2 separate regions of the Oryctolagus cuniculus genome follow, and region 2 is linked to region 1. Evidence: chromatin contacts called from public Micro-C data. All regions are on one chromosome and are shown on one strand. Each heading gives the region's core, a stretch centred on a gene start, on an enhancer-like site or on the middle of the called end of the contact. The rest is flanking DNA. Distances are from core to core; before and after follow the strand shown. Region 1 has its middle 90 kb from the start of TPD52. Region 2 holds the start of ZBTB10 (zinc finger and BTB domain containing 10).

Region 1 (6,890 bases), core at 3,394-5,893:
AGGGAGGTCCTGTATAGGGTCCCCGAGCTTTAGAGACGAGTCACCCACCAGCACCTTCCCCTGGGCAGAGGAGCGTACAACCGCATTCATACCTACACACTCTCTATAGACCATGCATATGGTATTGGTGACTTGGAACTCTCCTGCCTACCCTGCTGCACCTGTTGCCAGGAACTTGACCTTTTCCCAGGACCGTCCTAGGTGGGAAGTGTGGCCAAGGGGGCAGCAGATGGGAATGGGTGGACAGAGATGGGAAATGTTGCTATGGCATACACACACATACACACACAGACACACACAGGAGTGGGCCAGGGCTATACCAATCTAAAGGGGAAAGGACAGGACCTCCGAGAAAGCCAGGGCCTCCAGAGCCTTTTGCCCTAGGCTCTATGAATGTGAGAGGGAGGGCACATTCCACTGTCCACACATTTTGTTCAGTTCTCGTTGGCTCTCAGCTGGGGAAGGTGTCAACTAGAAGGGCAGAGGATAGAAATTTCCAACGAGAAGATACAACTTCTATTTCTATATGTCCTCTTCAATACTTTCTTTTGCTGCAATTCTTCTGTTTTGGGGGAAATCTACTGTCTGCTGTTCCATGTAGAAATTCCACCAAATGGATGAGTACTTTGAAAAAAAAAAAAAAAAACTAAAACAAAGAAAACTCCCATCACCATTAACTACAGAAACACCACGAAGTCAGTCTGTCTTCTCCCAGCTGGAGCTTTCTAAGTGCTGCACGGCAGAATGCACCCAGGTGCTGGGTTAAGTGCTAGCCTTTCTTCAGGGATTTATCAGAGGGCTGCAACGACTGAGAAACTCTCTGCATTTCAGAAGTAACACAGTGTGAACCGCAAGTGCAGATTGCTTGTCAGAAAAAAAAATTAAGTCAAAGGAAAACATGAGAGAGAAGCCAGCTTCTAGGTTGTTTATAGAATGAACAGTGCTTGTTTAACCTTCTGGAGAAAATTAAGTTAATATTTGCCCAAGGCTCTGAATTGCACCAACCCACCTCCAAGGGCAGATGCCAGCAGTCGATGTTAACAACGGTACATTATATCAGTTAGGACTGAATTTGGCTCCATGTAACATGAACCCAACTACAGGCGCAGGCATCTTTTTCTCCCTTAAGAAGCAGGTCTGTAATACCACTGAACGCACAGGTTCTTTCTGCCCTTCCACTCTGCTGTGCTTGGCTTGCAGCCCTTCTAAACAGGAAGGGAAAGGGTGAGGGGCAAAATAATGTCGCAAGTCTGTCATTTGAAAAATGCTGCTTAGAGATGCCAGCTAGCATACTTGCTTGTATCTCATTGGTGGTTAATCAGTTGCAGAGCTACCCCCTAGCTGCAAGGGAGTCAGGATGGCCACTGTGTCAGCAGGCTCACAGTAGGCTACCCCAAACAATATTTGGGTTCTTTCAGGAAGGAAACTGAGAATGTTGGATATTCAGTAGGTTACTAGCCATCTTACAGCAGGTGAACAAGTAGATAAACTCTTAAAAAATTTTCCCCTTTCAACTTATGTAACAATGAAATTCATCACTGTATATAGTAAGTTAAATAAGTATAAATAGAACACATTTCTTTTTTTGAAAATATTGCTTATTTACATGTAATAATTATACCTTTTAAAACCTATTTATTTGAAAGAGTTAAACAGAGAGAGAGGGAGAGACAGAGACAGAGATTTTCCACCTGCTGGTTCACTCCTCAGATGGCCATAATGGCCAAGGCTGGGCCAGGCTGAAACCAGGAGCCAGGAGCTTCTTCCAGGTCTCCCACATGGGTAGCAGGGCCTCAAGCACTTGGACCATCCTCAGGTGCCTTCCCAGGCCATTAGCAGGGAGTTGGATAGGAAGTGGAACAGCCAGGACTTAACTGGCACCTATATGTGATGCCAGCATTGTAGGCAGGGGTTTAACTTGCCCACCACGCTGGTACCCAACACTCATTCTTAAATGCAATTTGTCAACAAATTAGATCATAGGATGAGAGATTGTTTCTCCAGATGTTTATCTCTATACAACAGACCTGAGTATCAGCCAGTAAGAAATTCTATCCCATATTATAGAATTTCCTTCAATGCCTAAATTTGCCTTAATATTACATTAAAAAAAATTTGCCACAGGCAATTAGCCCAGTGGTTAAGATGCCGCATGGGCTGCCCGTATCCCAAATCAGAGTGCCTGGGTTTGAGTCCTAGCTCTGTTGCCCATTCCAGATTCCTGTTGCTGTGCACCCTGGGGGCAGTGGTGATGGCTCAAGTAGTTGGGTTCCTGCACCACATGGGAGACTTGGATTGAATTCTAGACTCCTAGCTTTGCCTTGGCACAGCCTTAGCTGTTGTGCATTTGGGGAGTAAATCAGCAGATGGGAGCTTTGTCTGTGTCTCAAAATAAATTTTAAAAAGTTAAAAAATTTTCATTTTTAAAAATTTTCATTTATTGATTTGAGAGGTAGAATTACATACAGAGAGAGGGAGAGACAGAGAGACGGGTGTTCCATCTGCTGGCTTACTCCCCAGTGGCTTCAATGGCCGGAGCTGGACTGATCCTAAGCCAGGAGCCAGGAGCTTCTTCCATGTCTCCCATGCACATGCAGGGGCCCAAACACTTGGGCCATTTTCCACTGCTTCCCCAGGCCATAAGCAGAGAACTGGATCAGAAAAGGAGCAGCTGGAACACGAACCAGCACCACTAAAAATAATTTTTTAAAAAATGTATGTCTCTCCTATAGACACTGGATTGTTAGCAAATACAATATAGTTTAACATTGAAATCTAAAAGTAAAAATTATAATATTTATGAAGTGCATGGTATAATTAAAGGGATGTAAAGATTAAAATGTCCTTGCCCTCCTGGAGTCTGTAATGCAGTCATGCTGTGAAACAGATACATGATAGCTGTGGCAGTCTGCACTGCACATTAGCGCCACAGGTGAGTGATGCATCAGATAAGCCAAGTGCAGTGACAGCAAGGCTCCGGGAGGTGATGTCACTTCCTAAACAGAGTAAAAGTCATGGAGGAGAAGGCTTGGAGACATGGTGAGGAAGGAGCCACACTCTGCTCACAGTGCAACAGGATAGAGATAGAAAGCATGAGTCACTTCAGGTAACTACGCGCACTTAGAAATCGTTAATAAATGCCTACTGCCTGCAGGGGATTCATTACATCATGCCTCAAGTTGAAGGGCAAGTCAGAGTCTGGGCAGGACACAGAAGCAGGCGCTCGTCACTTGCACTGTCCCTTGGCTCATGAAACGGAGGTACCATCGTAGGAGCCGTATGTTAAAGTGACTCTGTAGAACATGAGTTACTGTAACACACCCTGCAAGCAGAGTGTTAATGCAGTAATTCAAAGTGCTATGGCTGCTGTTGTGGCCTCCGTCCATGTGCACATGGAGTTCCAGGCGCCTGCCATTGGCCTGGCCCAGCCCTGGCCATTTGGAGTGACCACCAGATGGAAGCTCTTTCTTTCTCTCCCTCTAATTCTGCCTTTCAGAGAAATGAAGTAAATCTCTAAAAATAAACAAAAATAAAAAGTAAGCAACTCTGTAACTCTTTCAAATAAATAAAATAAATCTTAAAAAAAAGTAAACAAAAATTTATGGGAGGGGCCAGTGCTGTGGCATAGCCAGTTGAGTTGCTGCCTGCAGTGCTGGCATCCCATATGGGCGCCGGTTAGAGACCCGGCTGCTCCACTTCCCATCCAGCTCTCTGCTATGGCCTGGGAAAGCAGTGGAAGATGGCCCAAGTCCTTGGGCCCCTGCATTCATGTGGGAGACCCGGAAGAAGCTCCTGGCTCCTGGCTTTGGATTGGCTCAACTCTGACTTTCAAATAAATAAATAAATCTTTAAAAAAAAGTTTGTGGGAAATGGAATTAGAAGGTAAATTTAAAAAGAAAGTACCTATACAGGAACTTAAACAACCGATAGAAAAGAAGCCACAGAATGCATTTTCCAAAGATTCTATTGGTAATCTTGCCCTTTGGTTAATCTAATTAATTTCATTCGATTAAATCCGTTTCCCAGCGTTGTCCTCGGTCCTGCACTCAAAACAGTCCTGTCCTTATTACATGGAAATCGAGTCTCCTAAAAACATCCACACTTTCTATGAAAAGACACGACGACAGAATTTTCTAGAGATTCTTTGTGATTTTTCACCTCTGCTGGGTTTTGACCTGGTTAGGGAAGACATCATAGAGTATCATTTCGGGTAACAGGAGACTATGACGCACATAGGGGAAAAAAAGAGCCAATGGCATTCCTACATAACCGGCCTGTGCCTTCTCCTCACTAAGTACATGAGAGCAGGTGCCCGCAGAGGCGGACAAAAGGCATCGCCGACGCCTCGGAGGAAACTTTTGATTTTATAAAGAACTTGAAGGTGCAGCGCAGACGCCGCCCATCCCGGTCCCCCAGCAGCCTCCATGGCTGCTTCCAGCCCGCCGCGGTCCCCCTCTTCCCTCCTCCACGCAGGCTTCCCGCCCGCACCGAGGCCGGGACGCGCCCGGCCCTGCTCGCCCGGCGCCGCCCGCTCGCCCGCCTGCGCCGACGTGGCGGAGCGCACAGGTCGGCCGGGTCAGGTGGTTGGGTGACGCCCCGGGAAGGCGCTCCCGGCCGAGCGCGGGCGGCGCCGCCGCGCCCGACGCCTTTGGGGGTGGGGACTTCGCGGGAGTCGCGCGACGGAGGCGAGGAGGAGCTCGGCGCAGCGCGGCGGGCGGGCCGAGCCGGACGGGCTGCGGGCGGCGGAGGCGCGGAGGACGCGAGGCGGCGGGCGGGAGCCATGGACCGCGGCGAGCAAGGTGAGGCGGGCGCCGCGGCTTCCGGGTGGGCGCGGGCTCGGCGCGGGGCTGCGCGCGGCCCCGAGCCGGAGCAGGTGCGGGGCAAGTTGCGTCTCGCCGAGTGCCAGCCGGCATCCCGGGGCGGCGGAGCTGGAGCGAGGAGGCGAGCCGGCAGAGGAGGCCGCCTGTGTGTGTGTGTGTGTGTGTGTGAGCGAGCGAGTGTGCGTGAAGGAGATGGAGAGAGCGAGAGAAACAGACTAAGAGAGAGAGAGAGAGAGAGAGAGAGAGAGAGATCGAGATCGAGGGAGAGAAGGTTCTGGGAGGCGGCGAAGGCGCTGGCCGGGGCTGGCGATCGCGTTGCGCTTAGGATATAAAGCCTGGTGGAGTAGCGCAGGGCCGCCGGCTCTTGTAAGTGCTCGGAGCCGCTGGTGGAGCTGGGGACCTTGGATCGTTTTCCTCTCTCACGGAGGGGACCACGACCCTCTACCCCGCCCCAACGTTGAGACTTCCCGTGCTCCTGGAAGTTACGGTGCGGAGGATTTGTGGTGGCTGCGGCGATGGCTGTGTGTACCGTGTGTCCCCAGATTGCGAGGTGGTGGCTCTGGGTTTCTTGGGGAGAAGGGAAGGGTCCTGGGTTGCTCTGTCTGATTTAACCGTAGCTTTGGATGCACTTTTCTCTTAAGACAGGAACTCAAGTCAGATTGTCCAGAATAGAATCGCTGCTGGAGATGTGGCAATAGCTGGGCATGTTTTTTTTTTTTTTCTTCCCAGATTTAAATGTTGCTTCATCTTAGGGATTTCTGGCTGATAATAAAGCAGTGACTGTCACACAGATGAGGCTGGCACGGTTTTAAAGAGCTAAATAAACGCTAACGAACAGAAATAATGCTTGGAAGTGGGAATGGGAATCACTTCTGTTTTAAGCCCTAATGCAATAGTTTTTATTTTTTGCCTTTTTTTTTTTCCCTCCAGTATTTGCCTTCCTGCATGAGTTGTTTTTAAAATTTATTTATGAGAGAGACAGAACGAACGGAAGCACTCCCATTCACTGATTTACTCCCCAGCTGCCCACAACAGCCCACTCAATCCAGGTCTGTCCCACATGGGTGACAGGAACCAAATTATCTGAGCCATCAGCACTGCCTCCCGGGGTCTGCATTCTTGGAAAACTGGAGTCAGGAGCTAGAGCTGCTTCCTGACCCCAGGTACTCCCTTGTCAGATGAAGATACCTCAACTGCTCGCCTAAATGCCTGCCTCCATATGAGAGTTTTTATGTAAATAATGACATTCCATGTATTCCATTTTACTTTTGATAACTTGTAAGAGACTCTCTGGAGCCTTGTACTTGTCTTCATACTCCTCAGGTTAATTGCACACTTCACATATGCCATGCTTAGCAACATCATGTATAATATAGATATATGCAGACACTGTGCATATGTATAGGTACACATACACATTCTCGTCTAGATTTTAAGCTGCTTGAGTTTAGGAGCATTTCATTTTTGATCATCCTTGGTTGGTTAGGTAATAACTTGCACATAGTAGACACTCAATGTTAAGAGTTAGCAAGCTTGTCACCAGTCTTGTGTGTATTGTTAGAAGGCCCGGGGCACACTGTGTAAGCCAGCATTATTCTGCCTGGTTTTTAATGGGACAGTGGGATAGGTGACAAATGTGTATGTTCATGTTTTATATTAATTGTTTTGTGGTATCATATGTAACATGTTTTTAGAATAACAGGTACTTGTGAAAGATTAAATATGTTTGATTTAGGTGAATGAAGTGATTATTTTGATGGGTTTTGGGTTGTAGCTTGGGTGACAAGAATCAAAATCATTAATGCCTCTATAATGTTCCAGTTTGCTAATATACTTTGTGTGTTTTTATGGGACTAGATTTTTTTTTAGGTGCCTAAGACATTTTATGGCTTCTCTGGCTTGTAAGATAAGATTGTTCTGTCTTCTCGTGTTCATACGTCTTCTTTGGTCGAGATTCTGGTTAGTTATGTCGGTGCTTGTTTGACAGGGGACACCCAGGGACAGCTAACCTCTCCCTGTGGTGAGCTGGGTCGACTGCTCGGAAGTCACCTGCCTTGGGAAGGTGAGCAG
Region 2 (7,158 bases), core at 4,180-6,679, 280 kb before region 1:
GCCATAGGTTCATCTTTAATATCTACTTTTCCTTCTCAAAGGTCTTTCAAACTTTCTTCCTCTCTTCCAGGCCAGCTCTCTGCTGTGGCCCGGGAGTGCAGTGGAGGATGGCCCAAGTGCTTGGGCCCTGCACCCCATGGGAGACCAGGATAAGTACCTGGCTCCTGCAGTGCGCTGGCCGCAGCGTGCCGGCCGCGGCGGCCATTGGAGGGTGAACCAACAGCAAAGGAAGACCTTTCTCTCTGTCTCTCTCTCTCACTGTCCACTCTGCCTGTCAAAACAAACAAACAAACAAACAAACAAAACCAACCAACCAACCTAGACTGTGTGTTATGGTGCAGCAAGTTTGGCTACTGCTTGGAATATACCTGCATCCGATATTGGAGTGCCTAGGTTTGGGTCCCAGCTACCCCACTTTCCATTCAGCTTTGTGCTAATGCATCCTGGGAGGCAGATGATAGCTCAGGTGCTTGGGTTCCTGCCACCCAAGTGGGAGAGCTGGGTGAAGTTCCCAGCTCCTGTTTTTGGCCTGGCCCAGTGCTGGCTGTTGCAGTTATTTGGGGCATAAACCAGCAGATGGAAGACCTCTCTTCTGTCTTGCCCTCTCTCTTCTAAATAAATAAATCTTAAACACAACCAATCAATCAACCTTTGGGTCTTATTTCTGCCTAAAGCCAAGGAGGATGATAGATTGGCCTCAGCTTCTTTGTCAGCTCCAGCTACTGACATGGACATAGTTTGATCAGTAATTTCAATCAGATCACTGGTCTGAATTTCTGGAAACATCAACTAAATTTAACAATACATTTAGGTGTGTGTCTTAGGTTTAGTAAACTGTAAGAGTTGACAGGATGCTTGATTTAGGCAATGGAAATTTCACACCTGGATAGAAAGGGGTCTAGACCAAGATACAGTAGTAATCACTATTAATAAAGCCATTTTAAGATCCTCTGGGCAAAATGGTTAAATTCTGAGAGCAAATCATCGAACCTGACTCTGAAGGTATAGCTGTTATTCAAAGTAAAACTATACCATATTATCCTTATAAATGGAGGTATACCTCTGAAATAGAAGGCTCAGAACAAAGACTCAAAAAGCATGCTTAAAGTCTCCCATGAGGGGGCCGGTGCGGTGGCACCGGCATCCCATACGGGTACCAGTTAGTGTCTGGGATGCTCCTCTTCCAATCCAGCTCTCTTGCTATGGCCTGGGAAAGCAGTAGAAGATGGCCCAAGTCCTTGGGCCTCTGCACCCATGTGGGACACGGGGAAGAAGCTCCTGGCTCCGGATCGGCTCAACTCCAGCCGTTGCGGCCATTTGGAGAGTGAACCAGTGGATGGAAGACCTTCCTTTCAGTCTCTCCCTCTTTCTGTCTCTAGCTCTACCTATCAAATAAATAATAAAAAAGTTTCCCATGAGCAATGCTTTATAACTACTGTCCAAATAATAATCTTCTCAAGAGTGCTCAAATCTTTTCAAGGTCACCATCAAAGCTTTTTTTTTTTTAATAGAAAAAGTAAGAAATGTAATCCTTGGTGACACACTAAAATTTGTCCAAACTCCTCTAAAATACAGGTCTCCTTAAAAGAGAAATGAGAATGAATAAACTACCTCTAGCTCAAATTGAACTCCTGCCTGAAGAATTCCAAAACTCATTTCAATGTTTTTAAGCCAAGAGAACGCTAACGCAAGGTATTCTTTGAAAAGCTGAGGAAAATTTCATGTAGGATATGAGAAACAGGCTCAGAATGTTCAAAGAATCTGAAGGCCAAAGTCCCAGGAGGTATCAAATGGAGAACTGGCTTGGTCTCTAACAAGAGTTATTCCATGAGACAGTGGCTACAAAACTGACAAACCAGTGACAGTGAGGTAGCTAACTACAATTAAAATAAATGACAATAAGTAATAGCTGTAATTTACTAAGCCATTGTGTGCTGGCCCATATATTTTGCATTGGAAACTAGAAGTTAACTACTTTGCCTGCCAGGAAAGAGCATGACCCAAGTCCCCCCAACCTTACGCCCAAGAATGCTCTTACAGGCTGTGTTATACTGCCTCCTACAGGTGATCAAGGGCTGTAGTTAGGGCAACAAAAACAAAAAACACCAACACTGCCCAAAGGAGTAAGGCAGAGTATTAACAGGACAAAGAGATTCAAAGGTGTTACCTGGGGTATCAAGATATCTTCCAAACTACTTAGGAACTACAGAAATGATGAGGATCAATTCAAAGCGGAAACAACCAAAACCCAATCAAGGAGGACCAACAGATAGCCTGAAAACAAACCCGCCTTACTAAATTGTATTGTCTTCAGTCTAATCAAAGAATGCCTTAAAAGAAATGAGATGATCTATCCGCTGAATTAGCAGAGATTTTCAAAGGGGAAGGGAAAGGAATAGCTCAGGTCAAGTTTTAAAAAGGTTTCACCTACCAATGAATTGTGAGCCAGACAAATGCCTAGAGAAGGATACACCCATACTAAGTCTACCATAAGGTTATCCAACTAATTCCCCCTTCCTATGATTTCAGGTTCACGAAGCAGCTAATTATAATTTGCATTCCCATTCAGATTCGCCTACATCGAAAGACTGTGCTGATAAGGACTAACTGGCCCACTGTATATTAATTCATTTCTGTTGTCTTTAAAAATTTTTAGATAACCAACTCAACATTATGTGGAAATTTAAGTTTTAATTTTCACAGGTCCCCCACCTATTTAGTATTTTACTGAATAACACCAGGCATGTTAATTAACCCTTTAAGGCCTTAGACTCCTCTTCTATAAAATGGAAACAAAGACACTTTGCACAGTAAATGTGTCTGGCACACAGAAAAACAAGAAAAATGTTAGCTCTATCTCACTTCATTGCCCAAGCTCACAAAGCTAGCAACTGCAGAAAGCTGAGATCTGAACCCAGATTTACTCCAAACCCATTCTTTTTCCATTACGACACTCCTTATAGGCTTTAGTCTCAGTTGCCACCCAGAACTCTTAAGACTTAGGACAATTTACTTAACCTTTCTGGGGCTTGTATCTTTAAATGATCTTCCTCCTAGGGTTTAAGCAACTAAATATCTGCAAGGAAAGAAAAAAACCCCAAAACTGTATCTGAAGTATATAGGAATAATAACCCTATGCTTTTTCAGTGAAAGCCCCAACTTCTGAGAATCTTCTGTACTGGGTCTGTGTGGTTATTGGTGTGCCTAACTAACTCCCTTACAAGGGTGCTGAACGCAAGATCACGCCAATAAACAACACACCAAGGGACAAATATGAGAATTGACTTTCTAAAATCAATGACTTGGCTACAAAAGAATGATTTCCATCCACATTCATGGATCTTTTTGTAAAAGTCAGAAGAAAAAAAAAACGGGCTGATCAACATCTTTGGCTTGATGGTTAGGCTACTATCTTTAGACTAGAAATGTTAAAACGAGGACTAAGAACTAAAGTACAGCTTACTTGATTTGTAGCTAAAGACTGGGGTTTTCAAGAATTTGGTCAAAAAAAAAAATTCCCTACCAGTTCAAATCAACTACTTGATCCAAAAAAACTGCATACTAAATATCTCCCACGCTAAGTTTAAAGTACTCAATGTAAACTGATTTACAAGAACGTTTCTGAAAAAGAAGGCTATAGAAGACTCTCAGCACAGAAATCTGGATAGAAGTACACAGGTCAAAGCTACGACAGTTTACCACAAGCAAGTCTTGGTAAGAAAGTTCAACAAGTTCAGCCGAGACGAGTTTAGTAAAATTACTCACATGAGAAAGGAGTTATTCAAATAGCTTCCCCAACATTTACATACAGTTCTGACACTTCACATTATCGTGCTCTAATGGAAGAACTCTTTCGGCTAGACGGTTTCTTGGGAGAGGTATTGCCAGGTTTAGGGAACTCTGCCTAATCCACTCTTCAGTTGCCAGATCTGACTTCCAGCAGTACACTAAACCTCTACGAACATAAGGCGGCTTCGCTAAAATCACAGCTAATAAAATACATGACCCGAAGTCATCCTTTTAGACTAAAACCTTCAACCTACTTTTTCAAAACCTTCTACTGGATTCAATCCCAAGAGCAAAGAAATCTCAGTCATAAAGACATAAAAACACAGTCAGCGGTACGATTAGAAAATTGTCATTCCGTTCCCCTCCCCCCACACCACATACACAACTTTTGCAAACTTGTTCCCAGGCTTTCCAAACCCCCACGCGGAAGGCTCCCCGCACCCCTCTCAACGGGAGCGATGCCCTCGCTCAGGGGAATGGGTGGTTTAGCCAAGGAATCTTCCCCCTAAAAGAGGCAGGCGCGAGCTCTAGCCTACCTGGGCGTTGGCTTCGTGGAGTTTGTGCTCGGTAGAGACGTGGTGCCTCAGGAGAAGGGTTTTCTTGTAGTTGCGGGTCCCTCGAGAAAGCTCATCGTGCCCCACCTGGGGCAGGTCCACGCTGCCCCCATCCTCGGAGGTCTTTTGGCACCAGCCGCAAAACATAAGGCCAGTATCCTTGGAATACCGCAGCCAGGGAAAATCCTTTAGCCAGGAGGTCTGGAAGGAGCACTGGAGCTTCTGCATTAGGGACTTGGACCGCGCGAGCGGCAAGTGCTGGACAGTCTCTCCTTCGCCAGCTCCCACACCGCTGCCCTCCACTTCGTCCCCGCCATCGCCGCCCGACCGCCTGCTGCTGCCGCAGCTGCCGCCTTCCGCCCCACTGCCGTCGCCCAGGCTCGCCCCCTCCTCCTCGTCCTCGGTGCTGTCGCTCAGGGACGCGCCGTCCTGCATCAACTCCTTCCCCTCCAGCGCGTCCAGCTCCAGCTCCACAGCCGCCGGCCCTCGTCCATTGAAATGCCTCAGGGGCCACGCCGAGGTCTCGGGCCGGCCGCGGCTACTGCCATTGTTGCCGAGACCCCCGCCGCCGCCGCCTCCTCGGAAGGCCAGAGTCCGACGGTTCCTTTCCGCTAGCAAGGGGCCCCCCGCGCCACCGCCGCCCAGCGAGGTGGGGCCGCCCGCGTCTTGGGGGAGCAGCAACTCCTTAGCTTCCTCGGCGGCGGCCGCGGCAGCCGCAGCAGCGGCCGCCCCAGCGGAGGCCTCCAAGTCTTGGGGCTCCAGGCCCTCCAATTCCGTTTCCTCGTCGGCCCCCCGCCCATTGGGCTGCTGAAGCGCGGGCGGCGCCGGCGGCGGGGGCTGTCTTGGCTGCGGCTGCTGAGGCCAAGCCGAGGCCTCCCCGCCAGCGTTATTGTTCGTGGAGCCGCCGCTGGCGGTGACCAACCCGCCTCCTCGGAACGCCAGCGTCCTGCGGTTCATCTCACTGAACGACATGGCGCGCGCAGCCGCCGCCGCCGCCGCCGCCGCCGCCGCCCGGTGCCCCGGCTCGCGCCCGGCCTCGGGCCGCGTCCCGCGCGCTCCCCGCGGCTCCCCCTCCGCTTCGCCCCCGCCCCCGGCGTTCCGGTCTCGCGGGGCTCGGCCTCGCCCTCCCGCCCGGCTCGCGCCCGGGGCTGCCGCACGCGTCCGCGTCCGCTGCCGCCGCCGCCGCCGCCGCCTCCGGCCGCTCTCCGCGTCCTCCACCCCCGCCCCGCTGCGCTCCGGGCAGCGTCCCGCGCGGAGAAGGGGGCGGGCGGCGGAGAGGCGAGGAGCGAGCCGGGGCGCGTGGGGCCTTCGAAGTTGAGAGGCGGAGTGCGGGGAGACCCTCCGCTGCCCCCTCTTCTACGCCGCGCGCACACACCGACCCTCCAAACAGATATCCTTCCTCCGGCGCGCCGAGGAGTCCCGCCGCCGCCGCCGCCGCCGGCTGCCGACGCGCTGAGGACGAGAGGCACGTTAAACTGCCCGGCTCCGCCACATAACGAGCCGACAATAAAGCCGGCGGAGCGCTTCCGTCCGACCAGGCCCTGGCGGAGGTCGAATGGCAAATGAACAACGGACCGTGCGCCCACAATGCACCGGGGTAGCAGTAACCGCTGGAGGGGGAAAGGGTGGGGGCCGGGCTGGGGGAGGGGGGCTGGGCTTGGGGCTGGGCTGGGGTGGGGTGGGGGCGCCAGGGGACCGGGAAAGGGGCCGGGCCGCGCCTCCGGCCTGGGGGCGGGGGTGCGGCCGCAGGGAAGGAAGTCGGCCGAGGGGCGGGGGGACAAAAGGCCGGGCGGCCGGCTGGGGGTCTCGGGGAGGGGCGGGCGTGTGCGGCCGGGGCCAGGGCTGCGCGGAGGACAAACAGCTGGCGAGTGTCAGGGTCTGGCCGCCTCCCCGCTGCCCACAGGCACCTACCCGCGCCCGGGACGCGCGTTTTCCTCCTCTCGCCACGAGTTCACCTGGGACTTTGGGAAATAAGTGCGCGGTGGGAAGCTGCGCTCCAGCCTTGTCATTTGCTGGGGGTGGGTGGGGTGGGGTGGGGTGCGGTGGGTGGGGGTGTGGGTGTGTGTGGATGGCGGTGCCCGAGGAAGTGAACTTATTTTGTCCCCTCACAAAGACTGGAGCGGGCGAGCGCCTCTCGGGCGAGGAGGTGGCGAGCCGCGGACCACCGCCTGCCCTGGATGCCAGGGCAGCGCCTCGGGCCCCGGGGGCAACCATCCTCTCGCCGAAAACGCACCGCCCCGAGTGTCTTGACGGCCGTGATGAAATGGAAATTTAAATAAAAGGTCGAACACGTGCGTTCACTGGGAAGTATTGACATGGGTGTTACATCACCGGCAACCAATCAGAGGGCTCGGCTCGTGTTTATACTTCTACAACCACCTTGTGAGTATTACAGTATGTCATAACGTTATAAATATTAGGCAGGGTTTTCCCCAGCCGCGGCAGGAGGCTGCTCGCACGGACCCGGCGCGCGGCTCCCGAGATTGCCAGCCCCAGCGCAGCAAGGGCTCATTTGAAAAGAAAAAAAAAAAAAGCAACGCCAACTGTTTACATTGCATATAGAATTTAGAGTGATTAGAACTGATTGAGCTGGGAGTGAAGCGCCCAAGGCGACCATCCTAGTGGACTTTTTCACTGAAAGGTTCTCCGGTTTGGAGCCCTTAACATTGATCCCTTTTTAAAAAAAGTCTTTTAAAAAGATGCTACATGTAGCAAATTCTGCAGTGTTTAGGCTCATATGCTAGTTTACAGTATTAGATAAGTCAAGTTTTTTTTTTTGTTATTGTCGTTCAAACAAGTTTCACCGCCCCCCCCC

What was found. Hi-C and Micro-C count contacts between places; a contact is called where the count stands out from the background.
Region 2: a Micro-C map of ear pinna shows a contact between it and region 1, with 6 times the contacts expected there. The contact joins the promoter of ZBTB10 here to the enhancer-like site in region 1. A contact is called at or near these places in 2 of 6 Hi-C or Micro-C datasets (ear pinna and an unstated tissue).

Annotation. Positions count from the first base shown.
Region 1 is chr6:105,719,709-105,726,598 of mOryCun1.1, reverse strand. No RefSeq gene overlaps it. Among named protein-coding and RNA genes, the nearest start is that of TPD52, 90 kb to the right of the region's middle. Within about 2 kb of position 4,643, at least 8 of the 8 cell types and tissues checked have an H3K27ac peak or open chromatin away from gene starts, as enhancers often do. A contact at or near this core is called in ear pinna, where this site is marked.
Region 2 is chr6:105,999,633-106,006,790 of mOryCun1.1, reverse strand. ZBTB10 (zinc finger and BTB domain containing 10) reads right to left here and starts at 5,429. Exons shown (of 6, transcript XM_017341413.3): 1 at 4,326-5,429. The coding sequence starts at 5,315. It overlaps LOC127490727 (a long non-coding RNA gene), which reads left to right and starts at 5,982. Exons shown (of 7, transcript XR_011389489.1): 1 at 5,982-6,725.